2 separate regions of the Drosophila melanogaster genome follow, and region 2 is linked to region 1. Evidence: chromatin contacts called from public Hi-C data. All regions are on one chromosome and are shown on one strand. The core of a region is the stretch at or near the end of the contact, and the rest is flanking DNA. Distances in the headings are between cores, read along the strand shown.

What was found. A called contact is a pair of places that touch in the nucleus more often than the background predicts.
Region 2: a Hi-C map of the Kc167 cell line shows a contact between it and region 1, with 4 times the contacts expected there. The contact joins the promoter of Mnt here to the promoter of lncRNA:CR44999 in region 1. A contact is called at or near these places in 14 of 107 Hi-C or Micro-C datasets (the Clone 8 cell line, the D17-c3 cell line, the Kc167 cell line and 7 more) and 2 of 6 datasets of contacts at active chromatin or transcription factors (both in the Kc167 cell line).

What each region holds. Positions count from the first base shown.
Region 1 is chrX:3,369,792-3,374,966 of dm6, forward strand. It overlaps lncRNA:CR44999 (long non-coding RNA:CR44999), which reads left to right and starts at 3,368. Exons shown (of 4, transcript NR_123782.1): 1 at 3,368-3,932; 2 at 5,149-5,175. It overlaps Myc (Myc,), which reads left to right and starts at 3,368. Exons shown (of 3, transcript NM_001272275.1): 1 at 3,368-3,932; 2 at 5,153-5,175.
Region 2 is chrX:3,670,454-3,675,323 of dm6, forward strand. It overlaps Mnt (Mnt,), which reads left to right and starts at 1,348. Exons shown (of 9, transcript NM_001169180.1): 1 at 1,348-1,586. It overlaps Parg (Poly(ADP-ribose) glycohydrolase), which reads right to left and starts at 1,049. Exons shown (of 2, transcript NM_057973.4): 1 at 202-1,049; 2 at 1-134. The coding sequence starts at 914.

The DNA.
Region 1 (5,175 bases), core at 2,118-4,617:
TTTGCAGCTGCCGTTTTCGCCCTTTCTATTCACCTTCCAACATCTTATGTCTGTCTTCACACTTACATTCTAGGCGTATATTTGGAAGTGCACATGCAAAACGGCAAAAAAAATCGAGAGCGAAGATAAAGACGAAGAAGACAACGAAATAATTTGTAAGAAAAAAATGTGTAAATTAAAGCGGAAGAGTCGACGAATGGCATGTCGACCATATTTGTACAGAATAATTTTCATTTAAGTTGAGAGCAAATGGACTACAAAACCTGACACATATTAACTAAATGATACATACTTTATGAACCTATGTACTTATTTAACATTTAACATTAGCATTTAAAAATGGAATAAATACTTACACATACATATTCTATACTTCGACTGTGCTAGCTATTTGTGCTAAAATACTCGAGTTCTTGACCTCCTCAAATAAATTATAATTGAAGGTTTGCTTATGCGTTATCTTCTAATACGATTGGCGTCTAAATAGATGGATGGCGCCAAAAAGGGAATGACAAATAACATACAATTGTACGTACATATATACACATATACATATACACGCATGTACGGTACACCTTGCAAACGTTGAGTTTCTATGAATATTTGAATGAATATTTTTAGTATTTATGTAATGACATGAATCCATCCATACAATCAAAATACCTGTAAAACTTTCCTTATTGCGTATTATAATAAAAGTACCTACAATTCGAAATAACACTTAAAGAGAGGGTGTGATTTTTCGTCGCCTTAGATTTGAACGTATTTTTACGTTTTTGTAGTAAAATACCAATACATGGGTAACGTGAAAAAAAATAAGAAGTCGAAGATAGCGACATTGTTGCAAAAGAAAGACTAGTGCGCAATGCAATTTACGATTATTCGCCTTATCAATGGAAGGCGATCGTTTCTGGCCTACGGTGAGCATAACTGCAACTGCAAGGCCCCGGCATTATCGCAAAACAATTACGCCGGGTACACCTGTCGACGCTGGCGTCAAAGTTACATTGTTGCTGCACGTGTAGACCGTTAAATGCCGAGTCAAATGCGCCTGCGAATGGGATGAACCTCATTCTAGTACTAGTACTATCAATACACTCAATAAGGTTGTGCATACAACGTAACCTGCTAATGCTAATATGTATGTATGTACATATGTATATTTATGTACTTACATTTCACTTTCCTGAGTTGCTCCATTCTTTCTATATTTTCGATGTTTCCCATAACTGCCGGTTTATTCGATTTACTGCCAATGCATTGCATTTTTACGGCCAATTTTTTGAAAGCTTGCAAATTCTTGACAAACTAGATATGGAAACTCGGCAGCCACTTGCTGCCGTTATTTACGCAGTTGTTTTATCTCGCCATGCACACTTTCCATTTACCCGCGAAACAAAAAAAAAGTGCAGAAAATAGTTTAATACTATTACAAAAACAAGCAGCACACGCAAACATAAATTGCGCAAACATCGAAACACAAGAAATATTACTTATTGAAATCGAGAACTTGGACGGACAAAAGCTCGCAAATTGCGGGACCATTTCTTTTTGTCTGTGACGCAGTTGTACCCTGTAAAAGTGGAGCATATCGCTTTTTGCCAACGAATGGCTGTTTGTATGCTTATGGATACTAAAGCGGAATGTTGGAAGGTGAATTTTATTGGGCTGTTTGTGATTTCCATTGACAGAAGAATTAAACAATTTTTTTTTTTTTTTAATATGTCGCTTGTACAAACAATTAATTAAATGTGCAAATTGCAGAGTAGTTGGGCGAGTGTGCAGCGTGCATTTTTTTTTTGCTGGTTCGCCTCGTTGCGAAATCAAAACAAAGCGTGTGAAAGAGAGGGCAGATGCACGCGCCAAAAGCGCTATGTTGTGCACTAAAAGTTGTGGAAATGAAAATCAAAGCGAAACGTAACAAAATCGACGGGGTGTAGAAAGCGGGAGGAACTTTGCGTCGGAACCACCTGATGATTTAATACTCTCTAAAAGGGGCAAAATTCAAAATGCAGGTCCTTTCAAGTCGATTTTTAAAGGTTGATATATGTGTACATATGTACATATTTGTGCGATAAACATATGTACACATGCACAAATCATTATTTGTATGTAGTACACATACTATGTACATTGTATTTTACAAACAGTTATTAAGAAGTTTGTTGGAATGTGCATACATACATATGTATGTATGTATGTAGAGACGTATGCTTGTGCATGTTATATTCTATTTTTCATTCAAGGTCCCCTTGCTTCCTATCCGCCTTTACCTTATTACCCTTTTCTACTTCTTCCACAACTTCTTCTTTCCAAAGTTGTAATATTTTTGGCTGGTTTCTATTCTTTTCCCTTTCTTTTTACATTTCCTTGGCATCGTTTAATTCGTTAACAAAATGTTTGGCTCTTCTTTTGTTTCTACCATGCGGCCTAACTTTTCTATTATTGTTAAATGAATTCTGCATTGTTTACAAAGTTCACAAGTTCAATCAACTTGACAAAACGGAAAATGAAGTTGCGTGGCAGACAAAGAGGTGACAAAGGCACACACGCACATAAAAAAAAGTACGGTAAATGCATGCATAGATAAAGGAAAGGGCAAGAAGGAAATACGAAAGAAATGTAAGGCGCCAAAGCAAGAGGGAATGAACAACTTCTCGCAACTTCTACGCAAAAAGGAATAGAGCTTAAAATAAATCGATTTAAAAATAGGAAACATTTATGCGGCAATGAAGAATCCCAAATAATGCCACAGAAAAGCAATTGAAACCTGTAGTTTTATGTCGATTAACATTAACATAAATAAATGCGTATATTTATAAATTTAATTTCTATATTTTAATATACATACCGTAAGTAAATTAAGGAAATGAATAAAATTTTGTTTTGATTTCCAGTCAACTACACATTTTCGTATTGCATTTATTTCACAAAAACATTTTGAGCCAGTTCAAGTTAATTGTTTATGTTTTTATTTACGGAGCAATTTGCGATTTGTCTCAATTTTGTTTGCGCTCAATTATTGTAAACACCACTCAAAAATCTCACTCTCTTTCACTCAAAAAAAAAATACCGGCAAACTGATGCTGTTATGTGAACCAGTGTGCGGGAGAGGCAAAGAAACATTGATCATTTTAAATGCATTGCGTACTATTTGAAAACCTTCGAGTATTAACAAATCGTGATGAATCCAAATGTGATCTAAATGTGATCCAAATGTCAAAGAAGATTTTTGTTGAAGCTCCTATTCTCACCACTTAAAGCGAATTCCAGCAAAGAGAGCAGCAGTGAGCATGCGCAGTGAGAGCGCAGAGAGCGCGGCAGTCTGGTACGATAGAAATTTTATTTAAGCCACAGACAACATGAAACGGGCACTATTTCTGTGGCGTCGCGTGTTCAGTTCACCGCGGGTAATTCAGAGAATCGCTTTGTGGATTGGATTTTTGCCTGTTTTCCGCCCGATACAAAAAAAAAAAACCAAACGCTATATAAATAGTTCTGTAGTAAAACCTGAAGCAACACGTTTTAAAATATACAACTACTACTAACAACTGTCACAGCCAAGTTACAAAAGTGCTAAATCCCAGAAATAACCTAAGAGCCGACTTAAAACCGCGCAAATACATAAAAAAAAATCTTCTCCAAAGCAGAAACAAAAACTTGTGAAAAACTAGAATTAAAAAAAGATTTTTTAAAAAAAATCAGCTAGTGCAAAATAAACGGGAAGAATTTTTTTTTGTGTCCCTTTTTTTGGTGTTTTTTCTCCGTCTTTCCCCTTCTTTGACGCAAAAAAAAAAGTGCCCAACTTGCTGGCGGCACGGGAACGGGATAGAAATAGATATAGCCGAAAGCGACTGGAAAGCAAAGGAAGCTAACTAAATTGGATTACAATCAATTAAATAGAGACGGATACGGAAACTATGTTCAGCGAGGTGAGTGCAAAGATATATATATATAATATATATTATTTATCGGAACGCAACGACTTCAAAAATCGCGCCACTACGGGGAATTCAAAATAGAATTTCTGGGAAAGGTGAAATAGCTTAACTTTTAACGGTGCTCTCACACACAATGACAAATCAGTGATCATGGCCGCACAAATCGATACGAAATAACGGATTCTAGGAACTCAGAAGGAATGTTAAGAATCAAGTGCTTACAAGAAATTAAGAACAAAAAGTGAGACAATAGAAAAGTGGAAGTGGACGAATTTTGCAAAACAAAATTCTACAAAGTTCTTTATTGTTTTGTGAAATTCTTCTTAATGCTGGCAAGTATTAAAAACGCTTTGATGGCGTTGAAACGAGTTGGTAATGTTCGAAAATTCCAGAACTCTGGGGCTCCAAAGTAATTAAATAAAATGGTCCCAAAATTTTTACGAAAGTATTAAACTTTTTAAAGGAGAAATAAATCAATTAATTAAAAAAAGAAATAAATTAGCTTGATAAATTAAAAAAGAAATAAATTAGCTTGATAAATTAAAAAAGAAATAAATTAGCTTAATAAATTTAAAAAGATTTAAATAATAATTTAATAAATGTTGATATTCCAATTTTACTATGATTCTGAAATTCAATATATACCGGGTTGCGTTCGATTCTGCGAAAGACATGTACTGTTAGTTTTTGCTCGTACTTGTTTACCGGAATGCAACGGATTCTACGAAAAGGGAAAAGCACAGTAAGCTTTGCAGGTCTGCGTTTATCGGTAAAAGGACCGTTTATTTTTCAGTAACTGGAATTGGGTATTTGATATTTGGTTTTCCTTTTATGCCCTTGTTTATTTCATTAGTATATGTATTTTTTTTTTTTTTTTGCTATTGTCAAGAGCGCCAAGATTGACGATTTCGGGTTCAAATGGTTAATAGTGTATAAATGAAGCTATAAGCTAAATTTGCTTTTGATAACATTTGCTGAACCCTCGACATCGCCTGACGTCATTATAGGTGAAATCTGGCACAGTAGAACGTGACTTAATACAATAATAATATTAGGAGTTTAGTTACTCTTACATTATAGTTGAAATGTTGCAAAAATCCTTATGTTGAAGAAGTTTTCAAAAAGTGTGTTGCCGACATATTTATTTAATTAAGTTCAAATATAGAATCATACCTACAACGATTTCCGCCTTATCTATATTTTTCAGACAGGCATATAACTCAGGAACTTAAGA
Region 2 (4,870 bases), core at 98-2,597, 300 kb after region 1:
CGCTCCGACGAACAAAGGTTACCACACCGGTGGGCACATTGCTGGCATCCCGCTCTGTGGGACACACGCGACGAAAATAGTGCATAATGCATTTAAGCTTCTCCAGAACTGCCGGTCCCGTCGATTGGTAAAGCCTTTTGATGGAATCGAATATATTTAACATACTTCGACTGAAGATATACGAATCTGGTGGACGCTCACCTGTTAAAGTTGATGTCTGGAAAAGTGCTGTACTCGGACTTCCTCTTGAGGGTGTTTCTCCGGGGAAAGGTGCACAGGAAGGCATTGGCCAACAGGCAGGAGATCTGCTGTTGGCTCAGGCTCAATGAGGCGTTCTTGTGGTGCTTGAGCAGCGGAACTGGCGATTGAATCAAGTCCGGTAGCCGCAATGCCAATCGGATAATGCGCGGCAATAGATCCTCGAAGAAAACCCGTGTTTCGCTCTCGTCCAGTTCCTCGTCGAGAAGTTGATGAAGGGCACGAAAGTGCCACTGATCCCTATAGGTGGTATTATATGATATTATCGCCGCCTGCAGTTCCTCACACGTCTTTATGGGCTGCAGAAGGGCTCGTTCGATCATTTCCCAGCGAAAATCGATGGTGGTGCTGCCATCCGGATTCTCCCTCGGATATTTCGACTCGGGCGCACAGGGCAGACGCACATGCTCGGAGTCCCACTTTCCCGGTGATTTGTAGGGGCGTGGCGGTGTTTCACGAATTGGCAGCTGGTACATAACCCGGTGGAGATTGCCGGCAGTCACTGGTGGCAAATTCTCCAATTCGAAAGGCTGCCGATTACGATGTATAGCCTCCATGGAAACTCCACGCCACGAATCATCTAGGGAGTTCGCCAGATTTTCCGGCTCCTCCTCCGTTTCTATTTCGGAAATCCCGCCATCCGGCGACTTCGACATCCTGGCGCAGTTTAAGCACAAAGCCTTGCCGAGTCGATTGGTCAGCACGGATGCACTTGCTCTGCGGCGATTTGCCGTAGATTGGTAAACCTTTTGGAATATCGGAAAAATCAAGTGTGACCTGAATTCTTGCATACCGGTGTTTTGGGGATGAGCGATAGCTGTGATGAATATCGCACTTTATAAATACCACACACTTCGATTGAAGCGTAGTGAATTGAAGCGTTTATATATCGAAATATATTCAAATATATGTTGGTATTCGTTTGAGAATGAATCAATAACAAATTCAAAATTGCATTGCCTTGAATTCGGCGGGCGAAAGTGTGACCATTACATGTGGTATTTTACCTCTCATTGTCGCTAGTATTTAAATACCAGCACGAGAAATACCAACACTGTGTCCGTTGCAATGCGAATTGCAAATATAACCGCCGAAGGAACAACAACAAACAAAAAGAAAAAAAAAACAAATCTTCCAGCAATTTGTCAACTATTTTCTCTAATTTTTTTTTAAAGTGTAAAACTATCATAACGAGCGCCAAGTTTTACGTTAAGTGAAAGGATTTTTTCCTGTCCTTCGTGCGGTAAAAATAATAGTGCATATTACCAAGGAAAATCAAGTTAAAGGCGTCTGCGAAACTTTTATAAATGTATTTAATACTCAAAAAGGTAAGAAGCGGCGGAAAGTAATTGCTGTTTTATGTTTTTATAATCACGTTTGGCAAGAAAATGTTATTTCGTTGACGTCAGTGGTCAAATCAAATTTTTTCAGTTTTTAACCCTTAATGTGGCACTGTCACTCGCACCTATGTATATATTTATGTGATTGTGGTATTTTGCTCAAGCTTACGTGTTGAAAAGAGGAAGAGAAACCGCTGCATACACGTGCAAAGACTCTGAGAATGGACACAAGAGAGCGAGAGAGGGAGAGAGAGAGAGCGCAGTTGTTTGTTTTGAAAGCGTCGCAAAAACAATACAAAAAAGGTCATACATAATTTGCACACACACTTGCATCTGAGGAAAACGCAAAAGCAAATTCACAGCTAGCTAAAAACCAAAATAAATATAATTTATGAAATGTACTTTTGCTAAAGTTCAACACACCTTTATCTCTCCGCGAAATTTGTTTGCACCATCTCTTTCTCTCCTTTTTGCGTAAACAAACGAAAAAGCTTTGCAAGGAGAAGCAAAAAAAAAAAACACAAAAACAAAAATCGAATTATCAGTAGAATTCTACAAAGAAGAGGCGTTTCTCTTCATCGCTCTTCGTACCTGAGCGTAGCCTTCAAATTTGCTTAGATTTCGCCTTGACCATAACCTAGAAATACTCGAAAAAAGTACTGTCAACTCTCAATAAGTTAAACGATCGATTTTCACATAAAGAGATAGAGAGAGAAAGAGACCAGATATTAAGTGAAATTTATTTTACTAAATAAATTTTCAGAAAAAGGTGTAAATCCCGAGCATTTAGATTTCGTTGATGAACTTTAACGCAATGGGAGTCTGCACTGTACATGTAGAGCTTTCTCTTTTCTCATTTGCGTCAGCGAAAATACTAGGAATAATCGGGGGTGGCGTTTCGGGGGTTGGCAAAAAAAACAAGCAACAACAAAAATGCATAGAGCCGAATAATCGCTTGGAAAAAGCGAGCGACGAAAACGCGATGTTAGTAAACTTTTCAAGGTCACCTCAAAAGCATGAACTTATACTAATCAACAGCTGAAAGAAGCAGAAGACTGCACTTCCATGAGTCAGTTTCAGAAATTAAACAAAACGAGGGAACCAAACCAATTTGAAAATTCAATTTACATATTTGTGGAAATTTCTGTTCTTTATTAATTAATATACAGATTTTAAAGAAATAATTCATTTTTGTATCCGAATTCTGATGCACTTCACACATAATTAAAGCAATGTTACCATAAATTATATGGTAGGCAGATTGTATTGTATGAAGAATAAAGTATGGAATAAGCATAAAATATAATAATATATGTATGTATAGAATAACATCAATGAGTTCTTTTTACGAGTGATCACTGTACACATATTTATGTGCGAAAGTCGAATTATATCATGTGATCCCGAATTGTTTGAAATGTTTGGGCTTAAAAGATCGAATAAAAACATCTGCAAATGGATCTAGAAGTTATTTATTTTGTTAAACGCCTTAATCTATAAGTATATTTATTCGCATTGACTTGCTTTTGATTGGGGGAGGCTTCAGTTGTATGCAATAAAAAACAAAACTGAAATGATAAATACAATTGCGTTTGCTTGTTTGTGTTTCGACTTTTTTCTTGGGTTTTGTCAACGCGACTTGGCTCACGTTGGCAAAACAAAGTGCAAAATGATGAACGAGAGGAGGAAGATAGAGTGGAGAAAACCTTGCAGTTACAGGCTGCACTGGCTATGTGCAACTATATATGAATGTATATATGTATCTATCCTCCACTGCATCCAAGCACTCCTAGCTAACTTATAAAGCCAGAAATAATTGTCAAAAAATCCTACAACTGTTTTTAAGTTTTTATTGCAATTGTGCAATGCAGTGCTGTTCACACAAGTGCAAGCATGCAGAGAGAGAGAGAGAAACGTAAATAGTTGACTAGAAAGAGAGGGCTGGCCACACGTGTTGCTAAGGAGGGTCGCTCAACTTTATCGCCCAGCCACCGGGATCCCTTCGCGTACCCAGCAAACCCACAATTTATTTCTTTTTTTTTTGCCAGTAAATATTCGCACACTCTCAAACAAACAAAATAAGAACAACAACAGAGTGCAAAAAAATAAAATTCGCATGCGCTGATGACCTTGAGAGTTCTGCGAGTATAAGACGGAAAAAGCGAAACTGAGACGCCTGCAATGCGAAATGGGGAAGAAAAAATATACAACAAATATCACAAAGAAGAGCAAATTTTCTTTTCAACAAAAAAACAAATAGAGTTTGCGAATTCGCTTGTTAATGGGAAGAATTCTTAAACGAATAAGACGCCTTTGATTTTTGGTATCTGAAATTATGTATTAATAGCAAGTATGTATACATATTATGTTCAACATTAAATGCAGATTATCTATTTATGTTTTGCATCATCAGCACTCATAAATAATTTATCTATTTACCGCTATTATTAATGCAAAAGGCCCCTATATGTATATGCACATATACATACATATGTAAGTATGTAGATATTCATATTTTTTAACTTTTGGCAATGTTCACGCCCCCATTTAAACAAAAAGTGAAATCGTTTTTACGTAGTATTTTGCTGGTTTTCAAAATAAGAAACCAAACAAGCAAACGAAACAAAAATTCACAACAAATAAAAATAGTGCATATGTATGTATGTATGTACAAAAATATGCAAAAAGCAGCACAACAACAATATAATAATAAATAAAAACAAAAGGTGATGGCCAGTCAAGAAGGCCTTAACCCCAATAAATGTGTAAAAACAATGAAAAAGCAACAAGCAATAGCAACAAAATACATAACATTGCTAATTTATTGCGGTTTGTGGGTGGTGAAAGTACAAAAATAAAAAAGGGCTTAAGCTACCTAACAGATGGAGTCTTTCACATTAATCCAAATATGAAAATTACAGACAAGAACATTCAATTTAATCATACAAACTAACTTGCAATTAAAGATAACACAACGGAATGCCGACAGATGGCGCCACCTGATGATATCAGATAGAAAATGCACAACCCATACTGAATGGGATATTAATCTATGTATGTATGTATGTAGCTAATTACATAACCTTAAGATACAAATGCAAGATTATTTACAAAATAATTAAATAAATACATTAAGGAACCAAAACGAGTTCAGTTACGATCATTATATAACGAACTGGAAAACCGAAAAACCTTGAGACACAAAAAAAACGACAAAAATAAATAAACCACAAACAACTAAAGCAAAAAGTCGAATTTTTTCAAGCTAACAA